Regions from separate parts of the Drosophila melanogaster genome. Here region 1 is linked to region 2. The links are chromatin contacts, called in public Hi-C maps. All regions are on one chromosome and are shown on one strand. The core of a region is the stretch at or near the end of the contact, and the rest is flanking DNA. Distances in the headings are between cores, read along the strand shown.

Evidence for each region. Hi-C and Micro-C count contacts between places; a contact is called where the count stands out from the background.
Region 1: a contact with region 2 is called in a Hi-C map of the S2 cell line, with 2.6 times the contacts expected there. A contact is called at or near these places in 4 of 107 Hi-C or Micro-C datasets (the Kc167 cell line, the ML-DmBG3-c2 cell line, the OSC cell line and 1 more) and 1 of 7 datasets of targeted methods (the Kc167 cell line).

The regions. Positions count from the first base shown.
Region 1 is chr3R:23,868,076-23,872,029 of dm6, forward strand. The region is part of intron 2 of Pli (Pellino); the gene reads right to left. Among named protein-coding and RNA genes, the nearest start is that of snRNA:U1:95Ca, 10 kb to the left of the region's middle.
Region 2 is chr3R:23,786,975-23,790,891 of dm6, forward strand. It overlaps mbc (myoblast city), which reads left to right. Exons shown (of 14, transcript NM_057796.4): 2 at 2,954-3,065. Among named protein-coding and RNA genes, the nearest start is that of mbc, 7.2 kb to the left of the region's middle.

The sequences.
Region 1 (3,954 bases), core at 141-2,640, 81 kb after region 2:
TATTTGTGGGGAAATGGGCGTAAAAGTGTGCTCCATTATATATAGTTACCTCCCCGTTGCATGACAGTGCCCTCTAAGCATCGATTTTCGCCGGTTTGCCTTGCATGCTAGCAACCAGCCCAGAACGAGACCCATAGTTGGCCAACACAATCGCATTACAATAAATTTTCCAACTAACGCAAAGGGCAAACATGCCGCCCCCCTCCCCTTCTCACCCACACCCATGCGATTGCATGCTAAAAACTGCAGCAGGACCCCGCCATCAAGGGTAGGGCTCTGAAATCAGGGCAACCGAGGTGACCTGACCATAGGCCATCGATGTGCCACCAGTGGAACCGCAACGGTTTAATGTCACGGGGTCGCATCGCAGCTTATGCAAATTAATTTGATTATTACACCAAAGTAACACACGTATTCGTTGCACTCATTTGATTAGTCCAGGTGGGCGACAGCCGCCCGACAAATGAGCTCTCGCAAGGCTTTTAGCGTCTGGCTGCACCTCTAATTGAGTTTACCGCGGGGTCTGCGGATGACGGGGTCCAATGTGTGAAGAGCAACAAGCGACAGGCAGCGAGAGTCGAAAGGTCAGCGTGAATGGAAACACAGAAATCAATTGTACAGAGGGGTAATCCAAATGTGTACTTGGATGTACTTTGAACTTTGACGAAATCTATGATCTATTTTCTGAAATATTAAGTTGCTCACAAACCATAGATTACCATAATACATCCACACTCATTTACAGTGCTGTGGTTAACCAGGAAAGTAGTGCCATAACTCAATGCGACAACGATAGCAAAACTTTAAAAATAACATTCTGCGGGCAAAGTTTTCGATCAAATTCGAATGGCTGTTCCCAGTACAAATGGCAGCTGCATCTGCTTCTTCGTTTGCTCCAGATTCGTTGGCAACCGTGGACTGGGCTGGCTCACTATATTTATAACTTTCATAAATCTCTGAGTTTGCCTGTCGTCAACAGCAGAGGAGGAGTGAATGGAGCAAAGTAGGGTCTCTATTTACATGCGGCGACAGTGGATAAGTGTAGTTGAAGAGCAGAAATAGATAGTTCCACTTCTTGTTCATCCGTAGCATTTGAAATTTGAGTAGGGTAAAGAAGTGCTAGTAGAATATTCAAACTGCAGTGTCGCCCCTCGAGTGTCATGCCAAATAAATGCAAGAACCAGCAAAGTGCAATGGCAGATTAAACAATAAACAGGAGGGAAACAATGGCAGCCACACACATACACACGCACAAACACAGAACACTCACTCAGGTGAGAAGGGCGGACAGACGACACTTTTTTTTTTTGCGCAGGTAAGAGCAGGTGTTTCGTTACCATATTTTATGGTTAAATTTGCGGTCTGTGCTTGGGTTAGCTGATGGGCGAAATGCCGGGCTCTTCTCATGCTTCCCATGCCCATTCACATGCCGTGGATGTATCTGTATCTGAGTGCTTGTATCTCAGTATTCGCATTCGCATTCGTATTCGTATCTGTATCCATATCCGCATCTGTATCTGTATCTGTATCTGTGCACATGTCTCTGCCACACAGCTGTTTGCATTTCAAGAATGAAACTCTCATTGAGACAACTTCAAAAAACATTCACGAAAAAAAAACTCGTTTTGCCAGCGAAATTCAAGCACAAAGAATGGCCAAAAGAGAACATCCAAATTGCGGAGCATAAAAAATAAGCAAGCCAAGTAAAATGTATACACATAAGCAACAAATTATCCATGAAACTAGCGCAGATACATACATTCGTGAACGATCTTTGGACTGCAAGGAGATGTGCATTTAGGTAATTCATTAGAACACTTGTACCATAAAATATCTTCTACACGTAAAATATACAGAGCGCAGGACTGTGTATCTTTCAGATACAACTTATTGTTATCGACTGGCAGGGTCAAAGAGTTTTTGGGTCTGGGCTGGGTTTTTTAAGCCTTGTTAGCGGCGGCTCACTAATTCCATTTATGCAAATTGCCGCTCGTCAATTTCTTAACCACTTTTCTTTAAGCACCCGGTTGGAAAAACAACAAAGATAGCTCTTTCTTTGTCCCACACTCGCTTTCAGTTTGTTACATAATCAGCAGAAATTTCATTTAAAAGCTTGTTTGGCGTCGCTGGTAGTTTGGTCTTATATTGTATTGTATTTTTCTTACAAAACACATGTCTAAACTGAACAATGAAAGCTATACTTTTTTGTCCGGCACTGCTCCCTGATCTTGCCAGTTTTTGGATTTTTTTGTTTGCCTATGCAGCCGCACGTCTCGAACAATATTTTTGCCATCGCCTTGCCTTTCCCAGCTGCTTTTTTGGCAAACAAATTTGCACTACTCCATCGCACCCAGGCGACCAAAACAAAGCTGACTAAAATTAAACAAACAAACAGACGGCCAGGGCAGCAAAAAAAAAAAGTGTATTTAGTTTACTTGGCAAAAGCAAACGTCTGAGCTGCTCTTGAGCACGTTTTTTTTTTTTTGCAAAGACTCTATGCAAAAAGAGGTATGGTGAATATATCTAGACATCCAAACTAGTATGAATAAATAGTATTTATCTATTTATCGGATTATTTGTAAGCCTACCAAATATCTGGTTTCGTATCAACATTCTAAAGCTATAAATAAATATCTCGATTAAAGAGAATGTAAGTCAGGAAGTCTATACTTATATCTTATCTTAACTATAAATATAAAGACAATTTATATTTTCTTTGGAATTCACTTTATATATTGTTAGCTTTTAGTTCTCAGCGCTGTAAACTTCTATTGGCCGAGAAGAGTATTTTCGGAACCCTTTGATCGTTGCGTGGCTAGATTTCCTCAAGCTTTGGCTACATTATGTTCCTAAGTTTATGGATTTTCCTTTGCCGACTGACAGTAGTATTCGTTTTTAGTTTTTACCCTCCTCGTTTTTATTTTGTCTAAAAATAAAAAAAGCACGCGGAGTGCCAAGATGGAGAAACAACCCATTTCGCTTTTCATTCGTGGAGTGTTTCTATTTCTGCAGTAGCCTCCATTACCAAGTTGTCTGCTCCGATTTGGTGCATTGTTTTGTCTCACTTTTGGCTGGGATGCATTAGTGGCATAGAAAACCGAACTGCTCCCATCACCGCCTCCCTGCAGTTTGTCATCGTAATGAAAGCATGAATATGCTAATTTCTTCGTTTTTATGGCCAAACGTCATTATCGCTCGCGTTGCTTTCAGCAATTTTAATAAACAAATGCCAAGTGCTGGGTTGAGCTGCGCACGACTTTTTGCTGCCAGTATGCGTGATTATGAAACTAATGACAAGCTTATAGATAGAAGAAATAAACAGTGGAGAATGAAGGGAACGATATTTGCTTGCCCGACTATAGAAACCATTCTCCCATGATCATCATCTTCATCATCAACATCACCATCTTCTCAATAGATGGCATTTAATTATTCTGCCCCTCTAAATGGATCTGGGAACGGTCAGCAAAAATAAGACACTGAAGTACTGCATGTGCCATAACCATTTCATCATCTATTCTTTTAGCTGTGTGTATATGATGTCATGGGTTCACAAGTTTGATATGCACTTTTTTTTTTATATTGCGATAACACTTTTGGACTTTGATAAGAAGCAAGTGGCGCAGTGTTGGCCACAGGTTGTTAAACTCATTAGCACCCAAAAAATATTAGAAGGGAAGAATAAATCATCCGCAAAGAGAATAAAGTAATACTCGTAGTGATAGAAACAAGACTAGATGTTACCCTTGTGGAAATGTATTTTTACTTCTTTATTCATAGTTTACACTTTACACTTATGTTTAGAGTTGGTTTTCACGTAATTGTAAACATTATCACTTGGCATTCTTCGCTGCTTTGTTTTTTGCCATATTCCAGGGTATTTGCATGTGCAGCAGCAAAGGCGAAACGAAATCGCAGCTAGTTTGATGGGGCATTAAGTTATTTCTACCGCTG
Region 2 (3,917 bases), core at 582-3,081:
TTTATATAGAAAAAAAAAAACGCCTAAATGTATGGAGAGAATTTGCATATGTGTAGTATGATCGTATATAGACATAAAGAATCTTCTCTGAGCCGCGTGCTACAATATTTAAACCAGAAACTTTGAAATGAGCCAAGTTGTGACTGTGGTTGTCACGTTGTTGTACTTTTGGTTTTTTTATTATTATTTCTCTTTTTTTTCCATGCTGTCCAGTCACCAGTCACGACGCCAACTTCGACACCAATTGATGACGAAGCGCCTTAACTGCGGTTTATTTTATATATTCGCTTTGCTTTATGGACTGCGATTTATTATTGTTTTGGCTTTTGCTTTTTATCTAGCTTTAAGCAAACTATAGACCAAAAGGGGTCTTTAGTTTGGACGCGGAGAAGGCACACTTTGTTCACGTGCTGGGGGGCACTTTAGCAGCTCCCTTTTCCAGGTGCAGCTGCATCCGTTGGAGCTCTACACTGAACGAAAAGGGGAATTTCTAACTGATAATCTTTCTACAACAATATCAAAACACAACCAGAAAAGAATATGTTATATTTATATGACCTTATGAACTGATCGTCGTGAATCGTATTTAAAATATTTTCCACCGTGCATTTCTAAAATGAACCTAGTTCATTGTACGAGTATACTTTGCTTGGTCTACCTGCCTGCCTGTTGAGTGCTGACTGTTTTCGACGGTTTTCTATATTGGTCCGAACCCTTTTTCCTTCTCGCTGCCATTGAGCCGTGACTCCTCCGCCCTGCGATCTCTGTGTATTTATAGTCCAACAAGTTGTGCATTTCATTATTTATGCTGGTTTCCGTTAGTCAACAAGTTTGTCGCGCTGCTGCAGTGAAGGAAAAAAAGGGTCTTGGGATAGGCTTTGTTTCGCTTATCGACAAACCGAAGGAAAGGAAATGGGCTCGATTTAATGACGTTTTTGATCGTTCTTGAACTCAACTGCCTTAACTTAACTCCACTCACGCAGGGGTTCTGGTTCTTTATAGGTGTGGCATTCCCTGTGACTGATTGCTTGACCGCAGCGGTACTGTTGCGTCGTAGGCGTCGACGTCGGATGATTCATTGCCATTTCCGAGTATTTATATTACTTGCGCATAAATAGCTTCCAGACGTGGAAAGCAGTGAATTCCGCCTAATCGCTCTGCGCATTGGATATTAATAATAAACTCAATCAATTCGATAAGTCTTTAATTACTTAGATCTATATTTACGCGCTTCTTGCGAAACTTTCCCAGCTGGGAAAGCTCTTCTAAAGAGGCTCGTTCAACTGGTTTCCGCAATTGACCCAGTCCCACTCCAAGTTAACTTTCCACGCAATTGGACAGACGAAATCAAATGCAAAGCGCAAAAAAAGTAGCAGACAAAACCATCTCACACGTAGAGTACACTTGTGGTCAAAATGATAGCAGGAAAATATAAATATTATTGGTCTATTCTATTTGGTACGAACAGTACAATATATACTCAAACGCTAACTTTTAAGCATCCTTGGAATCATGATCTTTACGTACCAATTCCCATATTTATGATTTTACAAACCAAATTAGCCTTATACATATAAATAGGCATGTGAATGAACCATATTTGGGTTCGTCGGCAGTGAAGCCCTATTAATTTGCCCTCTGCTGTTGGAGCACAGCAGCAGCGGCACTGAATACCTTTTGCGAATTGCTGCCGCTGTCGCTCTTAATCTACTGTGGAGGTCGTTCTCGCTTGTTATGCTTTCCATCGAGATCGGGCTGCGCGAACATCGCGAGCATCGGTCATTGGACCGTATCCCATTCCGCCGACGCCACGGCTCCACTGCTCCCCTTCTGTTACGCATTCGCCATCGGCACCACCGCCAGTCCCAGTTCCAGTCGCAGCACCACTATTACCACAGTCATCAGCACCACCATCGGCAACAACAGCACCACCCGGAGCGTGCCACGCGAAGGCGGCTCAACTTGGATTTTGTATCTCTTGCGCTTGACTGCGGCGATGGGGACTCGAGTACAAGTACGAGGGTTTTTATTGGGGGATGCACATTTGTGTGTGTTCAACAATATGTGTTATATACGTACGCTGTTGCTTATATCTCAAACTTGCACTATCAGGCAAGAAGGAAGTTTGTCGGCGTCGATGGTTATGTCCCATTATGTCTCGTGCGGCGAAGCAAAAACACAACTACTCCTAAGGGAGTGCATGTAATGGGTTTTTGTAAGCTAATTTGATTAATATTAAAACAACTTTATACGCTGCGGTAGCAGTGTTGTAATTATTCACTTACGAAATCTTTATGACTGTTATACATGAGCTCCAAACCTGCCGCAATTTATAACTTATGGCAGTTTGTTAAAAAAATCTTAAATTAAACCAACAGAGTTTGCACACTGTTCCTCTTGTCACATGTATTAGTTTTGCGACTTATTTAAAAATGGACCACTTATCTTAGCACTAGCAGCAGATTCCGGTATGCCAAGCTGTATTTCCGACTTCTTGGTGCGATAACAGTAAGCATTCACAATGCAAGTGCGTCATTTGCAGTTCCCGCCAGACATCCAAGTCTTATCGACAGTGGGTTTTCGAGGAAGTTGCCTAAAGCGAGATACAATTTGTATGTTAGATCTCACGTATGAAATGGATTGGTTGCACAAGCGCTTAGAAGAAGGGGATTCCGGTGGGACGACGTTGGTGGATGGCGGGGGTGCGTCCGAGGGTTTATCAAATATCCCATCCGCTTGGGTGCACAGATAGCGACAACCCAGTTTCCGATGATCAGCGCGTCCCCCTCATGATGGTATGGGCTAATTGATAACCTTCCGCTCCCGTTGATTCGCGTTGATTTCGCTGTGATTTCGTTCAGTTCGCAGCGGCTGACAACTGGAAAAGGTGCTTTAGACTAAGCTCCCATTGCATTTGATTTTATACTAATTTTAAAATGTATCTTCCTTTCAGCCAAGTGCAATTTCGACCAGGAGTCGAAGCCACATCGCCTTAATCTGGATGTGGGTGATGCGGTCATAATTCTTAAGGAGACCACCCATTGGTACTACGGCTACAGACAAAAGTGAGTAGTTCTGCAAATTAAACAAAAAGTTGAGGGAAGCTTTAAAAAGTTACTTACAACTTACGTGAACTACGGACAAGAAATGTTTCCATCCTGAAATCACTTTGTAACAGATAGCGAAAACAACTTGTAAATCACTTGACTTCATTAATTTCCTTGTAAAGTATGCACTGCTATTATTTTGATCGGTGTAGCTTGCCTAATCAAACAATCTGCTAGATCTTTTCCCCCGACTTTCACTGCAATCTCGTCGTTTGTCTAATGCATATGCATGAGCGTTGGGGAAACATCCCAGACATTAGCAGACAAAAAAGTGGCAGACAATCGACAGACAGACGGAAAAGCAGAAGAAACAGCAGCCAGCAACCAAAGCAAAGCAAAGTTCAGAAGCGGAAATGCTTGAAACAGATATTTCACAGGCACATTCAGAGTGAAGCAATCGTAAATCAGGTACACAAGCGCCGCACATTTGGCTCGACCTTTGTTTACCGCTCAAGATGCCTGGGTATTTCGAGGAAATCTGTGCCAGCGCTCTTGCCCAACGCTCCTTCATCCTTTACTCCAAACAGATGCCACCATATGTGGCTGCCAAAGTTGCATGGCAGCACATCCGTCCAATGCAGAGATAAAGTTTTCTTTTCCCATTCCATTGCTCGATTCAATATTTATACATGGGTTTGACCCTTTTGCTGCCGTTTAGTTTGTTTGCGTTTCATTTTCGTATGCTTCTTGTATCTCCCACTGGGTTTTATCTGGCTGACGGCTGACCACGTCTTATCAAGAAAAACGAGGAAAACAAGAAGAACGCCATCCGAATTGACGGAGCTGACCTTTTTCATATTTCTGCTGACC